Regions from separate parts of the Mus musculus genome. Here regions 1, 2, 3, 4, 6 and 7 are each linked to region 5. Evidence: chromatin contacts called from public HiChIP or PLAC-seq, Micro-C and promoter capture Hi-C data. All regions are on one chromosome and are shown on one strand. Each heading gives the region's core, a stretch centred on a gene start, on an enhancer-like site or on the middle of the called end of the contact. The rest is flanking DNA. Distances are from core to core; before and after follow the strand shown. Region 1 holds the start of Nrap (nebulin-related anchoring protein). Region 2 holds the start of Rbm20 (RNA binding motif protein 20). Region 3 holds the start of Mxi1 (MAX interactor 1, dimerization protein). Region 4 holds the start of Add3 (adducin 3 (gamma)). Region 5 holds the start of Gpam (glycerol-3-phosphate acyltransferase, mitochondrial). Region 6 holds the start of Smndc1 (survival motor neuron domain containing 1). Region 7 holds the start of Ccdc186 (coiled-coil domain containing 186).

Evidence for each region. Promoter capture Hi-C pulls out the DNA fragments that hold promoters and counts their contacts. A called contact is a pair of places that touch in the nucleus more often than the background predicts. HiChIP or PLAC-seq counts read pairs in DNA pulled down with a chosen protein or histone mark.
Region 1: a contact with region 5 is called in a Micro-C map of the G1E-ER4 cell line. The contact joins the promoter of Nrap here to the promoter of Gpam in region 5.
Region 2: a FOXA1 HiChIP or PLAC-seq map of pancreatic cancer cells shows a contact between it and region 5. The contact joins the promoter of Rbm20 here to the promoter of Gpam in region 5. A contact is called at or near these places in 11 of 115 datasets of contacts at active chromatin or transcription factors (cardiomyocytes, embryonic forebrain, embryonic midbrain and 7 more).
Region 3: a contact with region 5 is called in a promoter capture Hi-C map of pre-B cells, with 6 times the contacts expected there. The contact joins the promoter of Mxi1 here to the promoter of Gpam in region 5. A contact is called at or near these places in 3 of 39 promoter capture datasets (the 3T3-L1 cell line, hippocampal neurons and pre-B cells) and 2 of 115 datasets of contacts at active chromatin or transcription factors (embryonic forebrain and large pre-B cells).
Region 4: a contact with region 5 is called in a promoter capture Hi-C map of pre-B cells, with 5 times the contacts expected there. The contact joins the promoter of Add3 here to the promoter of Gpam in region 5. A contact is called at or near these places in 1 of 39 promoter capture datasets (pre-B cells) and 1 of 115 datasets of contacts at active chromatin or transcription factors (large pre-B cells).
Region 6: a promoter capture Hi-C map of pre-B cells shows a contact between it and region 5, with 10 times the contacts expected there. The contact joins the promoter of Smndc1 here to the promoter of Gpam in region 5. A contact is called at or near these places in 2 of 39 promoter capture datasets (hippocampal neurons and pre-B cells), 1 of 484 Hi-C or Micro-C datasets (embryonic fibroblasts) and 6 of 115 datasets of contacts at active chromatin or transcription factors (astrocytes, embryonic forebrain, embryonic limb bud and 3 more).
Region 7: a promoter capture Hi-C map of pre-B cells shows a contact between it and region 5, with 3 times the contacts expected there. The contact joins the promoter of Ccdc186 here to the promoter of Gpam in region 5.

The regions. Positions count from the first base shown.
Region 1 is chr19:56,388,505-56,391,728 of GRCm38.p6, forward strand. It overlaps Nrap (nebulin-related anchoring protein), which reads right to left and starts at 1,534. Exons shown (of 42, transcript NM_008733.4): 1 at 1,302-1,534; 2 at 886-980; 3 at 245-332. The coding sequence starts at 1,373.
Region 2 is chr19:53,675,766-53,678,744 of GRCm38.p6, forward strand. It overlaps Rbm20 (RNA binding motif protein 20), which reads left to right and starts at 1,541. Exons shown (of 14, transcript NM_001170847.1): 1 at 1,541-1,827. The coding sequence starts at 1,643. Gm46653 (a long non-coding RNA gene) reads right to left here and starts at 6. Exons shown (of 2, transcript XR_001782674.2): 1 at 1-6.
Region 3 is chr19:53,308,567-53,311,800 of GRCm38.p6, forward strand. Mxi1 (MAX interactor 1, dimerization protein) reads left to right here and starts at 1,940. Exons shown (of 6, transcript NM_001008542.3): 1 at 1,940-2,407. The coding sequence starts at 2,134. The region is part of intron 2 of Gm30541 (a long non-coding RNA gene); the gene reads right to left.
Region 4 is chr19:53,141,313-53,144,451 of GRCm38.p6, forward strand. Add3 (adducin 3 (gamma)) reads left to right here and starts at 1,444. Exons shown (of 15, transcript NM_001277100.1): 1 at 1,444-1,777.
Region 5 is chr19:55,097,976-55,101,355 of GRCm38.p6, forward strand. It overlaps Gpam (glycerol-3-phosphate acyltransferase, mitochondrial), which reads right to left and starts at 1,502. Exons shown (of 21, transcript NM_008149.4): 1 at 1,354-1,502. It overlaps Gm31356 (a long non-coding RNA gene), which reads left to right and starts at 1,568. Exons shown (of 3, transcript XR_001782666.2): 1 at 1,568-1,657.
Region 6 is chr19:53,388,733-53,391,913 of GRCm38.p6, forward strand. Smndc1 (survival motor neuron domain containing 1) reads right to left here and starts at 1,902. Exons shown (of 6, transcript NM_172429.3): 1 at 1,684-1,902; 2 at 571-690. The coding sequence starts at 690.
Region 7 is chr19:56,820,542-56,823,821 of GRCm38.p6, forward strand. Ccdc186 (coiled-coil domain containing 186) reads right to left here and starts at 1,658. Exons shown (of 16, transcript NM_170757.2): 1 at 1,447-1,658.

The sequences.
Region 1 (3,224 bases), core at 284-2,783, 1.3 Mb after region 5:
TAGCGTATAAACTGATAAACGTGGTCTGGCTGGCCAGACATAGGTCAGAATCAAGGACCTGCATTGGCTGCTAAGGTTGAGGTAGGACAAAGAGCAGAAATAGTCTTTTAAGAGCACTTTTCATGTAGGAGGAGGAAGTGAGTTGGTTCATATAACAGACAGAAACACTTAAAACCCAACAGGTGTCAGAGTCCATGGATTTTTCTTTAAAGGCTATTTCAAAATGCAAAGCTAAGCAACTTACCCCTCCCATGGCTGCCACAGACTTCTTCAAGGTTAGATTTAAGGGTGTGTGGTAGACGCTAGTGAACGTGTTGTTCTTAGGGTTGTGGCTGTAAAATTAACGCAGATCAAAATTAGGAACGTGCTTTATCCAAAGGGACAAGGGATAAGGGATTCTTCTTAAAACACTGGTCTCTTTTTAAGATGGGTGAACACAGTACTCAAGCATTCAGCTCCTTGATTTCCCAATGAGTCAGCCTCAAAAACTCAAATCATGTCAACTGAGCACATAAAACAGTGAGGTACATTTCACCAAGGACAGTCACTCGAGAAGTTTCCTACAGAATAGATGAATCTGGACATTATGTAGGAGAAATAGCTCTGTCTATGCATATCTTTGGCAGTTCCACTATCCTGCGAAGTTCATCGTCTGACACACAGAGGTGACAGAGGTGGACTCGGTCTCTTACTAACTAGAAATTTGACATTGATTGACCACGGTTGAAAACCCCGCTTTGGGCTCTTCTGTGACTAGATATGAGTGTGCACCTCGGGAGAGGTGCTACTCGGAGTCCAGCCTGGAGCTTGGGTACTGGTCCTTCAGATGGCTACTTGTTGAAAACCAAAAGTCATGCAGTGGCGAGCAGGGCGCCAGACACTTACGCGTGACAGTACGGCTTTTTCTGGTGACTCACGAAGTTATTAACAGAAAGCATCATCTTACAGACTTCACAGTGAAAACATGCTTTGTGCCATGTCTGAAAGTCACAGAAAAGATCTGCCAATTAGCTGTCCTCCTCCAGGCCTGGAGCTCACAGACTTTCAGGTTAAAAAGTTGGGAATTGTGTGTAAAATGAAGATAAAATGAGTTCCTGAACTTACACATGGGTATAATATGTTAAAATGAAACTATTTTTTTTTCCCTTGAAACAGCGCAGAAGACATAGAAATGAACAGAACTTAGGTAAGGTAGAAAAAAACATATCTTTTCCTTATCATTCAATATACCTCTATACATGAGAAGATAAAAATCCCAAGCTTGTCAATTTTCCCAAAGACCATAGAAAGAGTCCACTGACCTGATCTATGCAGCTGATCTTCTCAGCAGGGTAAACCCCATAGCCACACCTAGAGCAGGCCTGCACATTCATCTTGGAGTGTGGGAGACAGGGAGAAGCAACAGACAAAATCCACTAGAACCTCCACTTGGGTCGGTACCACCTTCAAAAGCCCACCACTATGAAACTCCTCGGGACGCCTGGAGCCTTCGGAATCCAACTTCCACTTTCCTACACTGAGCTGACTTTCTGCTTTGGAGTCCGCAGCTGGTTGGTTTTTAAAGCTGCCACTTACTCAAGTGACAATTTTGGCAACTCCGTCAGCACGCATGCGTCTGAGACAAGGTAGAGGTATTTCAAGCTGACGTGCTTCTCAAAATAGAAAAGTTAACTCACGATGGCTTCATGTTTATGTGGAGAACCAACTCTTGGGGGGTGGGGGGTGGGGGGCGGTCAGATGCTTGGGCTTGGTGAACACTGCCTGTGGTCATACTCCAGAAAAGGAGCCAGAAGAGTAGCCATACCCCCGTGTAGACATCAAATTAGAAAAGCTGACTGTTATGCCTCTGACAAAGGCAGACAGGCGGATCCCCAGACTATGGGTGAATGAAGAAAAGAAAGAAAAAGGAAGGAAGGAAGGAAGGAAGGAAGGAAGGAAGGAAGAAAGAAAGAAAGAAAGAAAGAAAGAAAGAAAGAAAGAAAGAAAGAAAGAAAGAAAAACATGACTGCTCCTAGGTGTGGTGGAGAAGAAAGTTCACTGCAGATAAAAGCGAGACCACAGCCTGAGGCAGGGCCATCTTCCAGAGTCCAGAGTAGACACGGCCAGTCTGAGCTGGGCCGTGTGTGCAGGCAGGGGAAGGTAGAGAGGGAACTTGGTGTGGCAGCTAAGAGGCCAAAGGGGCAGGTAACCAAACTGCGGAGATTGTGTAGGGGAGAGCCTCTGGGGAAGGGCAGTCCAGCTTGGAGGGTTCAGGGTAGGGGACCTGGTATACCAGCCTTACCCTGTAACAGGTAGGGACCAAGGAAAGCTGGGAGAACCTGGCGTCCAGGTCCACTTGGATATGTTAAATAGGAACCTCAGCTGTTGGCCCAGGTTTGAGATCTAACACTGGGAATAAATGAGAATTGATTCACACTCCCAGAAGGATAAAAACCAAATCTGAATGGTGTCGATTTTGTAGTTACAAAACTAGAAACTTATGATACTCATTTGTGCTTAACTTTTACAGGAATCGAAAAATATGTAAGAATAAATAAGAATGCTTGGTGTTTGGCCGTCTATATTTTGTCTAGAAGATTCCAAAAAGATTCATTCCCTTGCCTCAGAGGTCCTAACAGAGATAGTTTAATGACAAAAATCTCCTCTCTGCTTTGGGAACGTGCCCATGGTATTTAGTCTCTGCTTACAGGCAACCTGTGACCTTCTGAGACACCCGCTACAAAATCACTTGTCCACCCCAGGACCCGACTGCTTTGTGTGTCTACCTCCTCCTCATTAGTCTTACAATGGTGATTACCACCTGGAAATATTAAATGTGAATAAATCTACTGTTCAGAATCATGTCACCTCCACCAAAGTATAACACTGTGGTCCAGACTGCAACTTCCACGTTCCAGGGTCTAGAATAAGGCCTGTCCTTGGTGCTCATTAGAGCTAGTAAGCTAATGTAAGAAACGTCATGCTTACACCAAGATGCCCACAGAGGCTAGATCTGAAGTCCTAGGCAATGCTAAGACCTCAGACAGATGTGTACATGTCCCACCCATAGCATGCAACATGCCACAGCCAATTGATCTCAAGAGGGAACAGCGTCTCAGTATTGCCAAATATTCTCATTTTTCCACGGAAGCCAGAGATCTGGATTTACACATGAAATTTCCTTTTTAAAAAAATGTAAATGGAGCACTGGGAGTGAAAACTATTAAACAGGGTGGTTAGCACTT
Region 2 (2,979 bases), core at 291-2,790, 1.4 Mb before region 5:
CTGTTCTGCTTCTGAGAGGGGCCAGCAAGTAAGCCATGTTTACTTGAGAGATTTTTGCTTTTTTTTTTTTTTTTCGAGACAGTCTTTCTCTGTGTCTCCCCGGGTGTCCTGGTGCTCTGTAGATTAGGCTGGTCTCCAACTCACAGAGATCCCCCTGCCTTTGCCTCTCTAGTGAAGAGCTGGGACTAAAGGCATGTGCCACCCGCCGCCACACGTTCTGTTTTGTTTGTTTGTTTGTTTGTTTGTTTGTCAGACTTGTGTGAATTGTGAATGATGTGTGTGATGTTTAATACAAATAATCGTAACTCTAATTGGCAATGAGAGAGAGAGAGAGAGAGAGAGAGAGAGAGAGAGAGAGAGAGAGAGAGAGAGAAGCTCTCTAAGGTAGGGTGGCAGAGTAGGCAGTTTCAAGGGGAAATTGACACAAGAGTCAGGAGGGACAAAAAGTATCTTTCAGAGAGTTCAAGCAGTTGTCAGGTTTTGAGACATCTTTAGAATTTTCTGGTGTGTGAAGCAGGCAGGCAGGACTTCAGGCTGTGGGATCAGCTCGCTGCCCTCTGGCTTATAACGCACGAGAGAGGAATTTGGCCGCGGGCGTCCGTGTCTGGAACACCACGGAACAGCACAGTCCGAGAGAGCACGAGGCGGCCACTCCCCGGCCGGTGCTCAGGTGCAGGAGGGTCTGCGGGAGCAGGTGTCCCCTGTCGCCGTCTCCAGCTGCTCCGCCCTCAGAGCCTCACAAGTGCGTCGCACAGCTGCCACCCCGGTGCACACGGGTGTCCGGCGCAGGTGGGCTCCGGGCAATTAACAGAGTCGGTGAACTCTCTTCCTTATCCTTTAAATTTCCAGAGACGCTGCCAATAAATATGAAAGAAACGTGTGCCTGGTTTTCTTTTGCTCTCGTGGGAAAATTCAAAGAAATGAATCCACTGCTACCCTGTCCGTCGCCTTTGGGACCCCCGAAGCGACAGCTGGAACTACCAGCGTGGTGAGCTCCGGGGCCTGATCATCTGGGCCCCGAGATCGCAGTCCCACCCACCTAGGGAAGGATGTGACAGTGTCGGGTCCTTCCAGAGGCGCTGGCTGGGCTCCAGCCGCAGGAGGATGCCAAGCCCCGGGCGCACTTCGCGCTGGCGATGTCCTCGGGACTCTGCCGGAGCCGGGCAGCCTGTGAGCTCCGGAAGAAACTACAAGGCGGCGGAGGGCGGCTGCGGGGCGGGCCGGCGTGTCGCCCTCTCACGAGGGTGTCGCGCTGAGGAGCGCCTGGCTGGTCACCCCGAAGGGCTCGCGGTGGCGGGTGGCGGCTGCTACTCACTGTGCCTCGGGTGGACAGGCACAGTTGTCCCGGTCACCCCGCGCGCAGCAGCTCCTGGGCGTCTCGCGGCTTCCGTGGCCCCGGGGACGCCCCCTGTTCCTGTCCCTGTCCCCCGCCCCCTCCGCAGCCTCTCCAGCTTGAGCGCCGGGAGGTGGAGGAGGCGGCGCCGCGGGGACTGTCTCCTCCCCACCCTTCTCGTCTCCTCCCCACGCCACCGAGAAGGACAAGGGGACTGGGCACAGGGACCCCGGCCAGTGAGCGCTTGTGTTCCGGGACCGCCCCTCCCGCGCGCTCTTTCGCTGCGAGCCCGGGCCGGTGTCGCCGCGCATGGTGCTGGCAGTAGCCATGAGCCAGGACGCGGATCCCAGCGGTCCGGAGCAACCCGACAGAGATGCCTGCGTTATGCCCGGTGTTCAGGGGCCCTCCGTGCCCCAGGGCCAGCAAGGGATGCAGCCTCTGCCGCCACCGCCACCGCCTCAGCCTCAAGCCAGCCTGCCCCAGATCATCCAAAAGTAAGAGGGAGAATGGAGTGGGGCTGGGGTGAGCCTGGGACACACACCAGGGGCCCTCTTTTGTGGCTTCATTTCCATCCTTTGCTAAACTTCGCCCGCCCCGCTTGTGTTTGAAGTGTTGTTGGCGCTCTGAGCTGGGTCGGTGTCATTCTGGCTTGTTGGTGATATTGGGTAGAACGCAGTCAAGTTATTAGTGTGTGGTGGTGGTGGTGGTGGGGCATAATTTTTGCCTTTTCTTATGTGTTCTCTTTTCTCTTCTGATGGTACTGGATCTGTTTTAACTTCATAAGCTCGAAGTTGGGGGAAATGACCCAGAGACTATTTTTTTCATCCTTCTGATCCTTAGAGACCACTGGAATGTATTACGGTGACGATGACGGGTCAAGCGTGAGTGTGAGCGCTTAGTGAAGGGTGTGTGATAAATCGCCACTGAGAACAAAACTACCTTTAGTGGAGTCAACTAGAGATTTGGGACAAAGGGAGTTGAGGGCCTGTAAACAACGCGCAAACAGTTTACAACATGGCCCTTGCAAGGAGTTCTCAGCTGCAGAAAAGGTTTCCCCTAGATACCGTGGTGAACCTCACCGTTCTTCTTTTCATTGGTTTGGTAAGCTGGGGTGGTCAGGGGTCCCAGGAAGCCCCTTATCCCGTCTGGGAAGCGTAGAGGTAAACCGCTGGTGTTTTACTCCCTCGGCTCCTTAAAAAGCATTGTTTTGACAGTTTGAGGCCTAGAATGTCGGATTGTTCGAAGGCTCTTTATTTTGCTTCAGGCTTGGTCCACCTGTGACAAAGTCCTGAAAAATAGTTTGAGTGTTTCCACAAGTCTAATTGGAACATGTAAACTCAGGAAAACTCACATGAGGAGCTGGGGTTTTTTGTTGGCTGTTCTGATCTTGGGGATTCTGTAAACTCACTACGATGCACTAAGGAAAAAAAAAGCAAACATGGAAAAGGAAATGGAAGCAAATAGTAGTCAACTCTGAATGGCTTTAAAAAGCGAGTTATCTAATAGAAAAGAGTGAAAACTCAAATTTGCCATCAATAACAGGGAGGGGGGGTGTCGCGTTTCAGGACAAAATGGTTTCCTATCTGTTGGCTGGTTGACTCCTAAAGTCCTATTTAACTTTGATATTTTACATAACTTTTAGCTAC
Region 3 (3,234 bases), core at 690-3,189, 1.8 Mb before region 5:
GTGTTGGATCCCTTGAAACTGAAGTTACATGAGTTGTCTGATGAGGATGCTAAGCTGAACGTGGGCCTTTTGCAAGAACAGCAAGTGCTCTGAGCTGCTGGGCTATCTCTCTAGCCCATGGCCTATATTTTTAATTTATTTATGAACTTTTAAAAATCTATTTGGGTGTTTTGCCTGCATGCATGTCTGTCTTTACACCACATGTGCCTAGTGTCTGCAGAGGTTAGAAAGGGGTGTCTGGTCCCCTGGAACTTCAGTTACAGACGGTTGTGAGCTGGGAATTGAAGCTGGGTCCTCTGGAAGAACAACCAGTGCCCTTAGCCTCTGAGCTACCTCTTCCCCTATTTATGTTTAAACGTGTGCATGTGTTCCTGGGATGAACTCAGGGCTTTGTGCACGCTGGGCAGGTAAGCTGCCCTACCACTCTGTTATATTCACAGCCTAGTTTTATAATATTTTTGAAAGCACACAAAGGCCTTCTTGCAGGTCTATGTGTGTGTGGGGGGGGGAGTGGGGGGTATACACATGAGCTGTAAATGTTAAAGAGCATTTTGCAAAGAAAATATTCTTTGTTAACAAAGTTTCCATTTTCAGTCTTTGTGACAAAAGTATAGGGAAGTGTCTCTGGGCTGGTGAGGACAGGGGGCAGCACAAGTCCAGGTCCCCTTACGAGGTCAGTCTGGGTAGATTCCTTTTAGAACTGTTTTCCAGTGAAGTGCAGAAAAGTCTTGTTTACCTCATTCATTCTGACTTAGATTCAAGTTACAGCAGCAAAGGGGACCTAGGTTCCAACTGAGAAAGTTCTCACAGAGGGGCTGCCATTGTAGCCCAGTGTGAGAACACTTGCCCAGCAGGCACAAAGCTTTGATCTTCAGGAACAAAACAAAACAAAAATTCTTAGTATGTGCCCAAGATGTTCTAGGTGTAGTTTTGACTTAGTTCACGAAAGCATCTTCTCAGAGGTTTCAGGGATGTGCAAATTTTGACCAGGAAGGGTTAGAGGATTTGATTTGTTCAGTCTGCTTGAGTAGGCCGAGAACTCCAAGCCTTCTTTACCAGGCTATCCAGGTGTCTCCCACACTCTGGTCAGGCAGGCCTGGTGGCTCCCAGTGGCAGCAGTGAAACTGTTGGAGGGAGTAGGGGATAAAGACTCCAGGTGTGGGAGTGGGGAGTGAGGGAAGGAGGGAAGAAGAGGTTCCTAGGTTGCCACTTCTATCTAGGGGGCACTCTGTCAAGTGAAAGGGCAGGCAGTTGTAGTGACGCCCTGCTGTGAGCTTTGCACAGCTGGACTGAGTGAGTGTGGAGAGATGCTCACATCTCCTCCCGCTTCCTGGAAAATAACTTTGCATTTGAAGGGTTGCAAAGGAGTCGGTAAATCTGAACCCGGACAGGGTAGCCTGGAGACTTCCTCTGCTTGTGTGAAGGTACACACAGGTGTGTGTGTGTGTGTGTGTGTGTGTGTGTTCGAGCGTGTGAGGGGTCATGTGTAAAATGTTTGTGTTGGGAGGAGTTTCTAGTTACATGTGATGTTTCTATTCTTCCCGTCAGAATTGGGCTTTTATTGTTTGATTTTGAAATAAGGTCTTTTTTATTTTTTTAAAAAATGCCTAGCAGCTATCATTTATTGGGGACCTCCTATGTGCCAGGCATTGTGCTGAATTTATTTTTCTGTAAAGAAAAATTGTTTTTATCCAGGTCCACCTAGAGACATCCGAGGGTTTTTTTTTTTTTTTTTCCCATTCTTATTAAAGCACAGTGCTGTCTACGCAGCTAGGATTTGCGGAGAGGCGGGGAAGGGTGCTGGATAGGCAGGGGGCGGGCCCTGCCTCCCTAGCCGCCACCATTTATTTTGACCGGTCAGATGGCATCGGGCTCGCACTAGGACCCAGGCGCCACAGCGCCTCCGTCCGTCCTGTAGGTTCATTCAATCTCCCATACACACAGACCCACACAGCGAGAGCGACACACACTCACACTCACAACCGCACGCAGCGAGGCTCGGGAAGTCAGTCAGGCCGGCTCCTTGCCCCGGTGCCTCGGTGACTCCAGCAGGCCGGGTCTCCCAGAGGCCCTGCAGCTCGGCCGGCCGCGCAGCCCCGGACAAGGAGCAGCTCCGCGGACCCCCGTGCCTCCATGGGCAAACGCGGGCGGCCGCGCAAGGAGGCGCGCTGCGAGGGCGCGGGGCTGGTCCCCGTCGCGCCCCCGGCCATGCCCCCGGCCGCGGCCGCGCCCCAGCCCCCGGCGCAGCCGGAGGAGCCGGCGGGGGCCAAGCCCCGGTGCCCCTTCTCGGACATTTTCAACACCAGCGAGAACTCGATGGAGAAGCACATCAACACTTTTCTGCAGAACGTGCAGATTCTGCTCGAGGCAGCCAGCTACCTGGAGCAGATCGAGAAAGAAAACAAAAGTAAGTTTGGGGGCCCCGACTGCTCGCCTGCGTCCAGCTCTTTCTTTCTCACCCCCTTGTGCGACCCCTGTCGCTTACTCGGTTCGCCGCCGCCCCCCCGCAACAAACACACACACACACACACACACACACACACACACACACACACACACGTACCCTCGGCAGTAAAGCCGATGACACCGGAGAAAGGACACGCACGCACGCACAAAGCTGCTAAAGATGTAACAAAGACAGCGAAGGGGAGAGGGAGCCTGTCGGTGCCTTGGTCTGTCGGTCTCCAGCAGGCCCGGAGGACGGCCTGGCCGAGGAGTGGGGGAGTGTTGTTGTTTGCTGACAACTGGGCTGAGAGGCTGCGAGCTCGTCTCTCCGAGGTCGCCTTTCTTCCCTTTTTTTTTTTTTTTTCCTCCTTTTTCTTTCCGGAGCCTACTCCGGCAGACAAGTGTTTTGGTTTGGCTTATGGTTTTGGTTTTTTTTTTTTTGTTTTGTTTTGTTTTTATTTTTTTGTTTTGTTTTGTTTCTGTTTTTGTCGCTCGTTCCAGGGTTGGGTGGGGATGAGAAGCTGAAAGTTGGAAACCGTTTGCAGAGCTCAGGGCTTCCAGAAAGAAAACACAGACACACATTACAACAATAACAACCGCCACCACCGAACAGCTCTCCGCGCCGTGGACTCCGGCTCTTCTTCCTGCCTACTTCGTTTCTCCTTCCTTCCACAGCAGGACTAGGCTCAGGCCATCGTGTCCACAGACACAGTTCCCCTGTGCCTCCTTGCCTCTGGGATGCCACGGCCTCTGGTCCCCTCAAAGAAACAGGCCAGAGGAACCAGGCAG
Region 4 (3,139 bases), core at 194-2,693, 2.0 Mb before region 5:
CTACATTTTAATTAGCACATTTTTTTTTGGGAAAGGGGATGAAGATGAGGAGGCTGGCGCGAAGTATTTGAGGGGGAAGAGAGCCTGCAGATGAGGAAGGAAATGAAGTGGCCTGTCGCCAGTGCCTTGGAAAGGACGGGAGATAAGGGTGGGGAAATGAAGTTTGCTGTGTGTGTTAGGGTGGGGTTAACCCCAGGGACCATGAATCACTAGAATGGTGTTGGGAGGAGTGTGCTTGAGGGTGAATTCGTGCAGTGGAGAGGGCATGTGTGCCGGAGTGGTGTGCAAGTCGTGGGTGGCAGAGGAGAGCAGCGAGCGTGTGCCTGGAGGTCTATTTCGAGAATAGGTTGGGGTGAGAAACCCGTCTGGGAGGCGGGGGTGGGCAGCCCAGTGTCACCTGTGGAGGGATCCCCGACTCTGCAAATGAGTGTTGCAAAGTTTGCCTGGCTTTAGACAGATTTTGAAGGCTGCTGGCGGAGCCTAGACTTTTCATCTCCCAAGAGGTCAGCTCTCAGAAGGTTTAAGAGGCAATTAGCCAAAGTAGGAGTGCAGAGTTTGGGCTGGTCCAAATGAATATAAAGGCCCTTGCCCCGTCCCTCTGTGGGAGTGAGTGAAGGCGGGAGGCTCCCCCAAACGCAAATATGCTGAAGAGAAAATCGAGGCCCCCTCCTGTGGGAGCCGAGCTGAAGTCCAACTATTGTGGCCTCTCCCCCCAAAAACCCAGCGGCCTCAGTGGGCCACAGAAGCTCAATCTGAAAGCTACGGCTCAGCTGAGATTCACTGGGTGGGGGAAGCACGTTAGGACTGGGGAGGTAGATGTTTCCGTGGCGTCACCCTCCCACTCTCAATCGGGTTTCTCTCGGGGTCGTTTCCTTCTCCGGCAGCGGATCGGAGCTGCACTGAGGGAGGAAGACCTTGCAGAGGCGCCAGGCAGGCGCCCTGCAACAGGCCCTCCGCCTGCGGAGCACGTAGGCCCCCACTGCCGCAGCTGCACGGATACGGAGCTTGCAGCTCGAAGGGGGGCCTCGAGGGGCGGGGCCAGAGATCTCAAGGGGCAGCAGAGGCGGGGCCTGGACCTGCGAGAGCCTGTTGGGGGCGTGGCCTATTAGGAGCGGAGCAAAAACGCTGGGCTGGCGAAGGGCGGAACCAGGGGCACGCTTTTGAGCTACGAGGGCCCAGCCCGTACTGGGCGGAGTGAAGGCTGCTGGGGCGTGGCCTATAAGAGGCGGGGCTAGAGCTCTCGGGCCATGGGGCGGGGCCTTGAAGCTGGGGTACTAGAAGGGTCAAGCCTGTAGAGGGCGGAATCAAGAGCCCTGAGGCGTGGCCTGTGGTAGGCGGGGCCAAGGCGTTCAGGCCTGTGGGGCGGGGCCTTCGGGGTGCTAAGCGAGACTAAGCCTGTAGGGGGCGGAGTCCTGGACCCTGTGGAGGCGGAGCCCAAGGGGCGGGCCAGAGGGCGTTCGTGGGGAGTTCGGCTGGTCCCGCCAGAGCGCGAGGCGCCCGCCGGTAACGGTCGTGCGGGCGAGGGGCTGGAGGGAGAGGAAAGGGCTTTAAATGATGTTTTGAAGCAGCGAGAGCTAGACGCGTCGGCGACCAGGTGTCGCCACTTCCCGCTGCCGAGGGCTCGGCGTCCAGGTCCTGCGTCTCCACGCCCCCTCCCTTCCCGGCCCTCTCCTCGGGAACCGAGCGAGCGACGTTAAGAGGCGGCTGCGGCGGACCGGGCGGCCGCTGCAGCCCGGCGGTGGCGAAGGAGTGGGCACAAAGCCGGCTGCGCTGCGAGGTAATCCTGCGGGAGCGGAGGGCCCGGGGTCCCGCCGCGCTTCCCACGCCGAGGGGGCTTCGGACTGGCTGGCCGCGCGGCCTCAGGTGAACCGTGCTCGGGGCGGGAACGCGAGCCCCACGGGGCCGAGGAGTGCAGACCTGGGGGCGAGGAGTCGGGGTGCGGCGCCGCAGAGTGGGCCGGGACTCACCCGGGCGTCCCCGGCTTCCCCCAGCGAGGGCGTGGGATTGCAAAATCCTGTTCTGCGGGGAGCCTTGCTGACCCCGAAGGTGCTCGCGGGGACGGTGGGAGGTTCCCGCGCTTGGAGAAGGTGGAAGAAGACCGTGTTGATTTGTTGTTTTCTTTTTTCTTCTTCTTTTTTTTTTACCCCCTCGTGGCTTAAGAAACTTCAGTCACAAGTTGAAATTGTTCAACCACTTTATCTAATCAGTGTGACCCTCCCCAGCACACACACACTAAAAGTGCGCACGAGCACGCGCGCGCGCGCGCACACACACACACACACACACACACACACACACACACACTATAACCTTTCAAGCATTCCTGATACTTTATTCTTCCTTGCGGGGTGACAGCCCAGTTGGCAGCAGATTTGGTTTGCTGGTGTTTGGGGCACTTCCAACCTCTTTGGAGGTATGTAATAGCTGAGGCAAGGCCACTATTAAACCAGGCCTCTATTAAAATGACAAGAATGGCCTCAGGTGAACTTTTTTTGTTGCAGAGATTTAATTGCAAGTAGATGCCCGTTTAAAGTGGGAGTGTAAGGAAAACCACTAAATATCCTTGGCACATGTGCTCTTGGAATTGACTTTGCTAGAGTGGTGTGGGATTTAGCTCAGCCAAGAGGCTTTGAGTGAGGATTAGGAGCCAGGCTCAGGAAGGAATTGATAAGACTCTGGGGCTTGGGATGAGCTACATAAACATGTGTGAGTTCTTTACAGTGATTTATAAAATTATAGAAATTTTAGAGTTAGCAGTATGAAATGATTGCCTTTCTTAGAATGGACTCCATCCTCAGTGTGCTGAACATGTACTGATTTGGGTTTTGGCAGACTTCTAGTAAGAGTACAGTGTAATATGTCCTTTTAAAATGAAGTTACTTGACCAGTAGAATGACCTGTGTATTTAAGGTACAAGGCTGACTCATTGATAGAATTGTTTCTTTTCGAGCACTTCTGGAAGATGTTATAGCTAAATCTCCTTTGTGTCGGACTTAACTTGCAGGGTAACTTTTTTTTTTCCTAAAATTGATCAGATTAACTGTAGTTATGAGTAGTGGCCGGACACTTTTCTACAGTTCCCCCACCTCATTAAATTGACCCAGGAGTGTCAGCATGTTGGTAATAGTTGCTTTAAAGG
Region 5 (3,380 bases), core at 252-2,751:
ATAATACTGGCTTGCAACGAATAATTATTTCACTTTTGTTAATAACTGAGTATCCCTGGGAGGATAGAGACAAAAACTTTTTTATTATTTATTTATGGATGTGTGTGCATGTATAGGCATATACATATGAGTGCTGGAGGAGGCCAATACTGCACATCAGATCCCTGGAGCTAGGTCGTGAGCTACCTGATGCAAGTGCTGGGACCAAACTCTGATCCTCTGAAAGATCAGCGGGACTGTTAACCACTGCGCCACATCTCCAGCCCCAGCGTAAGCTTACTTGGTAAGACATTTTATATGTATGAATGCAGCTTTTTTTAATTTTTAAAAACCTTATATCATCTTTATTTAATTATTTTAGCTGCTGGCTTCCCCCTGCCCCCCAGCATTAGATTCTTCTCTTAAAATCAAAATCCACCTTCAGTGAGAGAACACTGTTCTCTAAGAGGAACACCTGGACTCTTTACAATCCCCACGTGGATTTGCTCCGATAACTGTTTAGCCTCAAAACAACATCTGCCCTTAGCCGTTCAGCATAAGCAATCAGCTGACACCAGAGATCAGTAAAGCACCCCATCTGGTGGGAAAAGTTCTTTATTATAAAGATTCGACGCCCCCTCCCCCTACCAACTTCCGGTTCTGAATGGCCACACAACGGAGGGGGGCCGGGAGTGGGGGAGCACACTGCAGCCTGAGAAAAGAAATGAGGCGATCGGAGGAGGAAAGGGAGGCTTGTGCCAACAGACGTCCAAGCCTTGCTCCTCCAGCCCCACAGGGTTTACTTGAGGTCAAGCCAGATTTTTTTACAGGAGAGGGGAGGAGAATAAAAGAAAAGAATCCCAGAGGCTCTAAACAGCAGTGCTGAGCAGGGAAGAAAACAAAATCTGACAGTGGGCCACAGGCAGGGGCAAGGGGGCCCCTCTGGAGTTCAAGGCCCCGTCTGCACACCACGCATGTGAATTTGGACAAGTTGGTTAACTACTACGCCTTGCTTCTCCCATCTGGAAAATGGGCAGCATGCCACCCGACAGCTGTGTCCGGCTGCAGGGAGGGCAGGGGTCTCCATAGCACGCCCGGGACACTGTGGGGTACGCGGGGCTGCTGTCAGCGGGCGGTCCCTGGAGCCAGCTGCTCGCGGAGTCCCCCGCTGCCTCGGTTTCCCTCCCGGCCCCCCGGGACGGAGCGTGCTGGGATGTCAGCCCTGCTGGTGCTGTCACTGCAGCCCGGTCCCTGGAGCGATACCGTGCCCACCCATCCGGGAGCCCGGCCCACTCCAGGGGGAACCCGGGTGTCCGCCCCGGACTCTTGCAAAGCCTCGGGCGGGCCCAGGGAGAGCGGCGCCCACCCACGCACCTGACCCCGCGCTCCGGCCCAGCGGCGTCTGCAGCCGCAGCCCGCACCGCGCACAGCGCACCGCGCTCCTCTCCACCCGCCCGGCAGCTCGCGCCTGGGCGCACGCAGCTGCCAGCGCTTCGGCTCTGCGCCTGCTGCAGCGGCGCGCCGCGATGACGCGGGCGGCGCGCGGCAGTGACGTCGGGGCTGCCGGCCGCCAGGCTTAGCGTAAGGCGCTTGGAGGAAGGGGACGGTGGGGACGGAGAGCATGGGGAGTGAGCCTGATGTCTACACTGCCCAAGCTGCATGCTTCGTGCATCGGCCGGTGGGTCTGTCTGTCTGTCTGCCATCTCCCTTGCGTGACCTCAGCTAGCCTAGGCTAGCACCAGGCCCTGTCCTGTGGCGGAATGCATTCGGGCTGCGTGGGTTTAGGTACTTGTGCGTGATCTTGCCTTTTTGTATGTGAGACCAAGCTCAATTTGTGAAGAATGAAGAGGCAAGGACTGCAGAGTGCAACGTTGTGAAATGTCTGAGTGACCGAGCCCGCAACGGCGAAAAAAATGTAGAATAGACAAAGGAAGGCTTGAAAGATAACTAAAAACATGCCCATAGCTCCCTAGAACCCAAATGCCTGGGCCCAGCACATCAGACATAAACAGAGAGGCCGCTCCTCTCCCTCTGTCCCCAGCAGTTGTCCCTGCTGTGGCCCGGAGATGCTGTCCCTCTCCTGTTGTGCTTCTGCCTCTCATCCCAGCACTCTGTAGTCCCAGAACTGCTTCTCCAAGCCTTCCCTTCCACCCCATTCCTCCATTATCACAGCCTCCTGCGACATCTCAAAGATTAACCAGAGCACCATGTCTCAGGTCCTCATCCATCGGTGTCAGACTGCAAACCCATGGCAGCGACAGTGCCTTACATCAGGGTCCTAATTAATATGTTATAATAAGCACCCAGTAAATACTGGGAGCTGAGGCACAACAAGAAAAACTAGATTTCCTTAGCTTGAACTTTCCACTTCTCTTTATAAACCCATCCTACAAAGCAAATATTCTCTTCTGGGAAACAACCCCAGAGAGTAGAAGTGGCCATTCATCAAGGACCCTGCCTTGATTTAGCCTCACATGTACCTTAGCAAAAAAAAAAAACAAACATACTTCACTAAGGCTCTCAAGGAGTGTATATTGGCTACAAAGAGTAATTTCTTATCCCAAAACATTGTGAAATTTTGTGCACAGGATACAGGGGCCCTAACAACAAAACAGGCATGGAAGGAAAGCATGAAGAAAAACTTTAGATTGATAAAGAAGATAAGAGAAATGAATTAGACTGACAAAGAAATTCTAAAATGTAAGCCATATGGAAAGTGTGTCTTACATAAAACTCAGTCATAGTGACTCTTCTTGCACAAGAGTGGCTGTGCATGTGAATGTGGGTTTGCCGTGCTAAGTTCTGGTTACATAATGAAAATTGTTTTGGAAACAGGTGGCACCCTAAGCAATTTATTTTATCAGCAGAGTGATTTATAGTAACCAGTCTAGCCAGTCAAGATGGAGCAACAGGGGAGAATTTGCTGTCTTATTTAATACAAGAAAAACCAAACAGGCAGTATAAAACAGTGACATTCAAGAATCAGACATTCTGTACCTTAGGTCGACAGTCCAAGGGGAGGCACACAATGAGCTGAACCCTGTACTTGCTTTGGCTTATCACCTAGAGAGAGTTATCAGGCTTCAGTACAGAAAGAAGGAATTCAGCCAGGTTTAGGTAGACTGAAATGAGGAGATAGAATTGAGAGACTATGGGTGTCAAAGCAGGAGCAACATCAGAGTACCAGAGAGGAGAAAGCTATGTGGCAAAAGAAGCCATGGAGACCTGCAGACACAGGTTCAGGGAAGAAGAACACATAAACATGAAGTGAAGAAGAACACTCACTGTGGCTAGCACAATATGGGGACTGCTCTTGGATCTACAAGTCATAGCTAAAAGATTCTCGGTGGTCATAAAGGATGCTTAAAATGCCTGATCTTCAAAGACTCTAGAAACCTCAT
Region 6 (3,181 bases), core at 652-3,151, 1.7 Mb before region 5:
GTTTTGTTCTTCCTAAACTTGGCATGAAAAAGCTAATCTCTTTTGCACTATTTCAACTTCACTCAACAACTACAAAGCCCAGCCTTAAAGTCAAATACCTATAACATCCATACAGAATGTTATTCCCTAACACATTCTCACGATGTGGTTTTAATAAAAGTATAGACCCCATTAGCTTTGAAAAATAAGGCTGAATTTAATCTTCAGATAATTTTGTGTCATAAGAAGGATCTTAGTCAGATTGTATATTCCTCCCTTAATAGTGTTACCTTTTGAACTAAGTTTCCTTGTCAAGTCTTTTAAAACAAAAGCTTATTCCGTTGCAACGCCTCTTCTCATGAAATCCTGTAAGTACACACAGGATTTACAAAACCGAGTGTTTTGTTCCTTCTGATGTACACCAAGAGGAGCTAATGTGAGAAGCCTCAGTACCTGTGTACAAACAAGCATATACACGTGGGAGCGCCTTCCTCAGATGCTTTGCGTGCCTACGAGTCTTGAATGCATACTTTGAAAAAGACAAATCCTCTTCTCAAACAACCTCAACTCCAAGTGTCCACCTGTACTTACTTGCAAATCCTTCTTCAGTTTCAATAGATCTTCATTTTCTCCATTTCCAGAAAGGGCAGCTTCTACTTGCTGGAGTTGAGCTTTGTAGCTAGCCAACTGTTTTGCTAGATCCTCTGACATCTGAGGAAAATAAAGGCCCATAAGGCAAGTCAAATATCAAATTACAAAAAAACAACAACAAAAAAAAAACTTCCTCTGACCTGTCTAATTTAAATCACTCTTGCTACAAAATTCAAGTTCCGTTCATCACCATTTTAACTTTATTCATATTTAACTAATCCACAAACTTCAAGGCAATTAAATTCTAAAGACTGCAGATACGGCTGGTCAATTCTACACAGAAAGAGTTCCCCCGGAAAAATCATGCTATTAAAAAAGAAAAAAAAAAAAAAACCCTGCTTCTTCTTTAAGTATCATATATCATAGGAAGACAGTGTATGTCAATAAAGACTGCGACATACTTTTCAAAAGCTGAGAAAGTCAAAAATCAAGAGAAATTAAAATTCGCACGGACGGGTTCTTCCCCCCAGTCAGAGGAAGCGGTTTTCGGTTAACTACACCTTCGGCGTTTCCTCGCCTTTCTCTCCGGTGGAGGGAACCGCTCGGAGCGCTCACTCTTCCTTCACACGGAGGTCATCCTAGAAACCCGCCTCTCGCCCAACGCAGCTCGGCGTCGCCAGGGGTCCAGAAGCCCCTCTGGGCGGCCGCGGGGCAAACATACGGGTCCTCGGGGGACACCTCCGGGACATTCCGGCCCACCGGAAGCCTGGAACCCCGGCCGAGTCTTCCCGTCCGCGCGCGGGCTTCCCCGAGCCCGCTGGAGCCCCGGTCCACCATCTCCCACCAGGGAACGCAGACCTCCGCGTCCATGGAAACCGCCGAGCCCCGCACCCTCACAGAGGCTTCCCCCAGACGGCCACGTTCGCCGCCTCGTCCCGGAAGCCCCCACGCAGGCCGGGGCCGTCCACTGGGGGGTGCGAGAGCCGCTGCCTCCCCACACTGCCCTGGCCGGGCCCAGCTCTGACGCCGGCGCCCTCGCTTCCGGCCTCCGCCTCCACCTCCACTCCAGCCCGAGGCCCGAGGAGGCCTGACTCTCCCTCAGGGGCTCGTTACCTTGGGTGGGGCTGGGGTCGGGACGGCGGGCAGGGGTCGGGGAGGCGAGGCGAGGCGAGCGGCGTCAGGGGCGGCTGCAGCCGGGAAAGATTTTCCGCCGCGACGAGCCTCGGTCGGAAAAGGAGAAAGTCCGCCAGCGAGGGGGAGGGGAGAGAAGCCGGCCTCGGGCAGGAGGAGAGAGAGACAAGGCGAGCGAGATCTCGCGAGACCTACGGACTCTCGTGGAAAAGATGGCGCCCGGGTCACATGACCCTCGCCGCCCTCTCAGCAGCCTGCGATTGCAGCCTCGGAAGGCGGAGCGGGTGTGGTCTGATGGGCAGGAAGTGACGTGTCTGGGCCGCGCCGGGGGCAGAGGGCATGTTCGTTTTACGTCAGTTCCGCCTCGTGCTGGGAGCGGCAGCGAGTGGTTCTCTGTGGTGGGTGTTGTCCTCCGGTTCCCTGCGGCGTAAACTCGCGAGCCTTTCTGCCCAGCCCTGATGAGATTTAGTACCGGGAACGGGCTGGGAGTGATGGCGGGTGCCTTGTGTCCCACAGGGAGGCAGATGGCGGCGGCGGATCTGAGTCTGAGCCCGCATAGCGAGTTCCAGGCCAGCCAAGGCTACAGAGCGAGACCTTGAAGTCAAGAGAAGGGAAGTTTTTTGTTGTTTAGAAAATAAATATAGCCAATAAAGATAGAGTGATAGAAGTGGAACGGTGACCATTTGAGGTGCTTAGGCATCACCCATGGTAGGTAAAAGCCATGTGATGTAAGAAAATAGAGAAAGGTAGGATGTTTAGAGTCAAAGCTGGCAATCGCTCACCCAGCGATCAACTTCAGCATCACTAGTTGTGAGACAACCTTACTTTATGCATGTTTATGACCGAGTGACAGTCAACATGAAGTGACTGTCACCTCTGAGGAAGTATAATCAAAGCCCTTTTGAGTTTAAAGGAAATAATAAGCATAACGTGTTGAATGTCCGTGAGGAAAGAAACACCCATCCAGAATGTGCGATTTTTTTTTGACTTAAATAATTCAAGAGTAATGTAATTTTAATGAGAAATACCTCCCTTCGTCTTGGCCATTTGGAGTAGTTTAGAGGTGTTCCCTGCCTTGTGCAGATTGGAGAGGTTAAAGACACACACACCACTTAAATTTGAGCTCTCGGCGCTGTATGTGCAGTTTGATGCCGGCTCACAACAAAATACTTCAGCCATCATGTCCTTGGCCTGCTGCTGCCCCTGCCCGGCCATTATAGACTCACTCCGGAGCCATAAGCTAAAATAAAATCGTTAAGCTGCCTTGGTCATGGTGTTTTATCACAGCAACAAAGAAGGAAGCAATGCTATTAAAAGGAGTAAGGACTGTTTTGGATTAGAAGATTAAAAAGATGGGTATGGTGGTGCCTGTGTGTAGTCTCTGTTGTGCCAGGAAATGTTCATGAGCCCCCCCCCAAAAAAAAAACCACCAGGGAGCTGATTCTGATGCAATTGAACTAGGTTCTTTTGTTCAAGCTCG
Region 7 (3,280 bases), core at 408-2,907, 1.7 Mb after region 5:
AAAACAAACAAACAAACAAAGCAGAATTTGAAGTTGAATATTCTTTCTTTACAGTGAGTTGAATGACTTTTGTAAACCAGGGTAGATGCTGTCAAACGGAAAGACAGTTTTCTCAGTGAGGCTGCCTGGGCTCCCAACCATCACAGCTTCCTCAGAGAGCTGGGCTGAGTGTTCTGTTCATCACAGTCACTTTCAGGACTGAACACACTAAGGAATCAGCAGCAGCCATGCTGCCGCACTGCACAGCATCAAAGAATAAGTCTTTGGTTCCTGTGTGAAGGAACTAAAGGTTTATGAGTGCCCCTTCTTCTACCACTCAGGATTTCAGTCTGGAAAAAAAAAAAAAAATCAGACTGGGAAATGTCACCCTTACTCCATGGAACCTGTTCTCAATCAAACACCTTAAGTTTCTATTGTTTTAAATTAGAAAAGGCCTTCAAAAAAACTAAACACAGTCCCTGTGTCTTCTGGTAGCCTTCCAAAGTCATACTTACCTATTACCCTGTACAAAGGAGAAGGAAGGCCTTGGTGCAACAGTACAAGATTATGGCCTGCCCAAAATCTGCACATGGGAACATGGGAAGACCAAAAAGGAACCATAAAAGAAGTAGGCCAATCATTACTGTTGTTTCATTTGTGTAACCATTAATTAACGAAGAGCTAAAAAGTAGCTGCACACGGTGGACTTGATACACAAGACGCATCCGTTTCAGTATCACTTGTCTCTGGGTCCTTAATCTCCTTCACAATTAAGTGCACAAAGGCCACATCCACGCTAATAAACCTAACACTTAACAGACCGATTTTCCTTGGGATGGCTGGCTACACGTGCACTTTGAAACACTGTCATAACTGATTTGTTTCATCTTTTCCTCAGACAAGCACCCTGTGTACCACTTCAGAAGAAAGGAAAAGGCTGGGACATCAAAGGACCGTGCGTGACACTGGGTCTGAGACATCTTTTCTGGTTCGCTGTCATATTTTTTTACTGTAGTCTTTTCTGACTCTAACCCAGGTGTTCTGCGTACAAACCCGAGTCTCCTCTCTAAATAACAATCAAGATGTGAATATTGTAACAAGTTACGAATTGTTGGCAGCTGAGCCATCATTCTCCCCGCGCGCTGTTTCCCTGGGATTGCTACTTTGAGGATAGGTAGAAGGGGAGAGAGAAATCTGAAATGGTTTCCCTACCAAGGTGAAAATATATGAAAATACATCGGGATCTTTGGAAAAGCCGAACGCTGCGGACCGCGTCCCCGGAGATACCGCGCTGGTGCGGCGGGGGAGCGGCCGCGCCTCCGGGCACAGCCCCCCGAGGGCCCCGCCAGCCCCGTCACGTCCACGCGCGGAGTTGCGTACAGCCCGGGGCTACCACCCCGTCACGTCCACGCGCGCAGACCAGCGCTCCCCGAGCGCGCCCGTCCCGGACGCCCCTCGGCCACTCACCGTCCGTCGTCCAGCCCCGGGCCGCACCCTAGCGAGGCCGATGGAGCTCCGGCTCCAGGGCCGACGAACCCATGGCGGCGTGTAGCCGACGCGGAGTGGGTGAGGAAGTCACGCGCGGAGACCACTGCAGATCCCGGGCTCTCAGCGGAGGTTTTCCCCCAAAACCCCTGCGGAGCTGACACATCAACAAAGATGGCGGCGACGCCTAAGCCGGCGCGGCTACAGCTGAGGGGGCGGGGCTCCCTGAACGAGCCAATCAGCGCGGCGCGGACCGCGTGACGTTAAGCACCTGGAGGCGGGCGTGGTTTTCGAGGCGCCGCCTCCAGTCCTCGCGGTTTCTAGAGGCCCCGCCCAGCATCTCCGTGCCACCTCCACTTAAGCCCAAGGAGGCTGTAGCAGGCTGTTGTTGTCCGGTTGGGCCACTCTTTCCCTTTCCCGTCCCAAGCCGGTGCTTTCTATCGGAAGGAAGTTGCCATCTTTTTTTCTTCACCCTTTGGCCGGTCATCTAATGAGTCAGTGGCATAAAGTAATAAAAGAGAACTAGAGATTGTGGCTTCCCGGTTCTGATGGTGCAAACTTTGCGCTGCCTGTGGGTGAGCCAAGTCCGCAGGAGCAGCTGACTTGGGCATGCGAGCTTCATCTCTGGGAGAGAGCTCTGCAGGGTTTCCATAATAATAATTGACCTGGGATCTCCAAGTGGCACCGAGTGCCATTGTTTACTAGTAAGCTTGTTAGTGTGCTCCACGCAGAGGACCTAAGCCTGCCTGGGCTGCGTAACCCATCCGGTTGCATGGTTGCACGCAGGTTGTATATTATAGTGACTAAGCCCAGTTGGAGGAGGTAGGGAAGGTGAGCAGTTTTAGTCTGGAGGTTTTGCAAACCACCTCTGTCCGGAGAAAAGATGTGTTAAAGTTCTGGGCCGTGTAGACAGTTGTAAGTGAAAATAGTTAAGACTCGTCTTCAGTGGCAAGTTTGTAAATCCAAGCATATTACTGTTAAATTACTTTCATAATTGCTGAGGAGGAAAATCTTCAATGTGGTATATTACTAACCCTCTGTCTTTTTTTAATCAGAAAATGACAACTCCCTCCTCAAATTATGGTAATGTATTACAGTACGTTTTACAATTAAGGTGCGGTGGTGACTTGAATAGACTCATGTATTTGAATGCTTGGCCCATAGGAAGTGGCACTATTAGGAGGTGTAGCCTTGTTGGACAGGGTATGTCATTGTGGAGGAAGGCTTTGAGCTCTCATATAAATGCTTGAGCTACACCCAGTGTGAGACATATTCGGTCTCCTCCTTGCTGCCTTCCAATCAAGAGGTAGAGCTCTCTGCTCTTTGTCTCTAACCCTAACCCTCAACCCCCTGCACACTGCTGTGCGTCCCAGCGTGATAATAATGGACTAAACCTCTGAACCTGTAAAACCAGCCTTGATTAAATGTTGTCTTTTATAAGAGTTGCCTTGGTGTGAAGAGTGTCAATTCACAGAAATGAGACCCTAACTATGGGTTGAGCCGGGAGTAGTGGCTTACAATGGTTATCCAGGCATTTGGGAGGTGCAAGTAGGAACCACTTAGGGTTTAGCCTGCAGGAGACCCTTTTCCTAAATGCATACGTATATACATACATGCATGCATTCATACAGACATACATAGGTTTTCTTACTTTGAAAAGAATGGCTGGACTTTAAACATTCCTAGTAAGGTATGTTATCCCAAAAGGAGGGAAGACACACTGAGTTGTTTATCTGTTCATATTGTTAGAAGTAACATTAGCATTATTTCTGAAATGTACTTCAGAACTTATAACTGGTAAGAAAATGTATTAAGC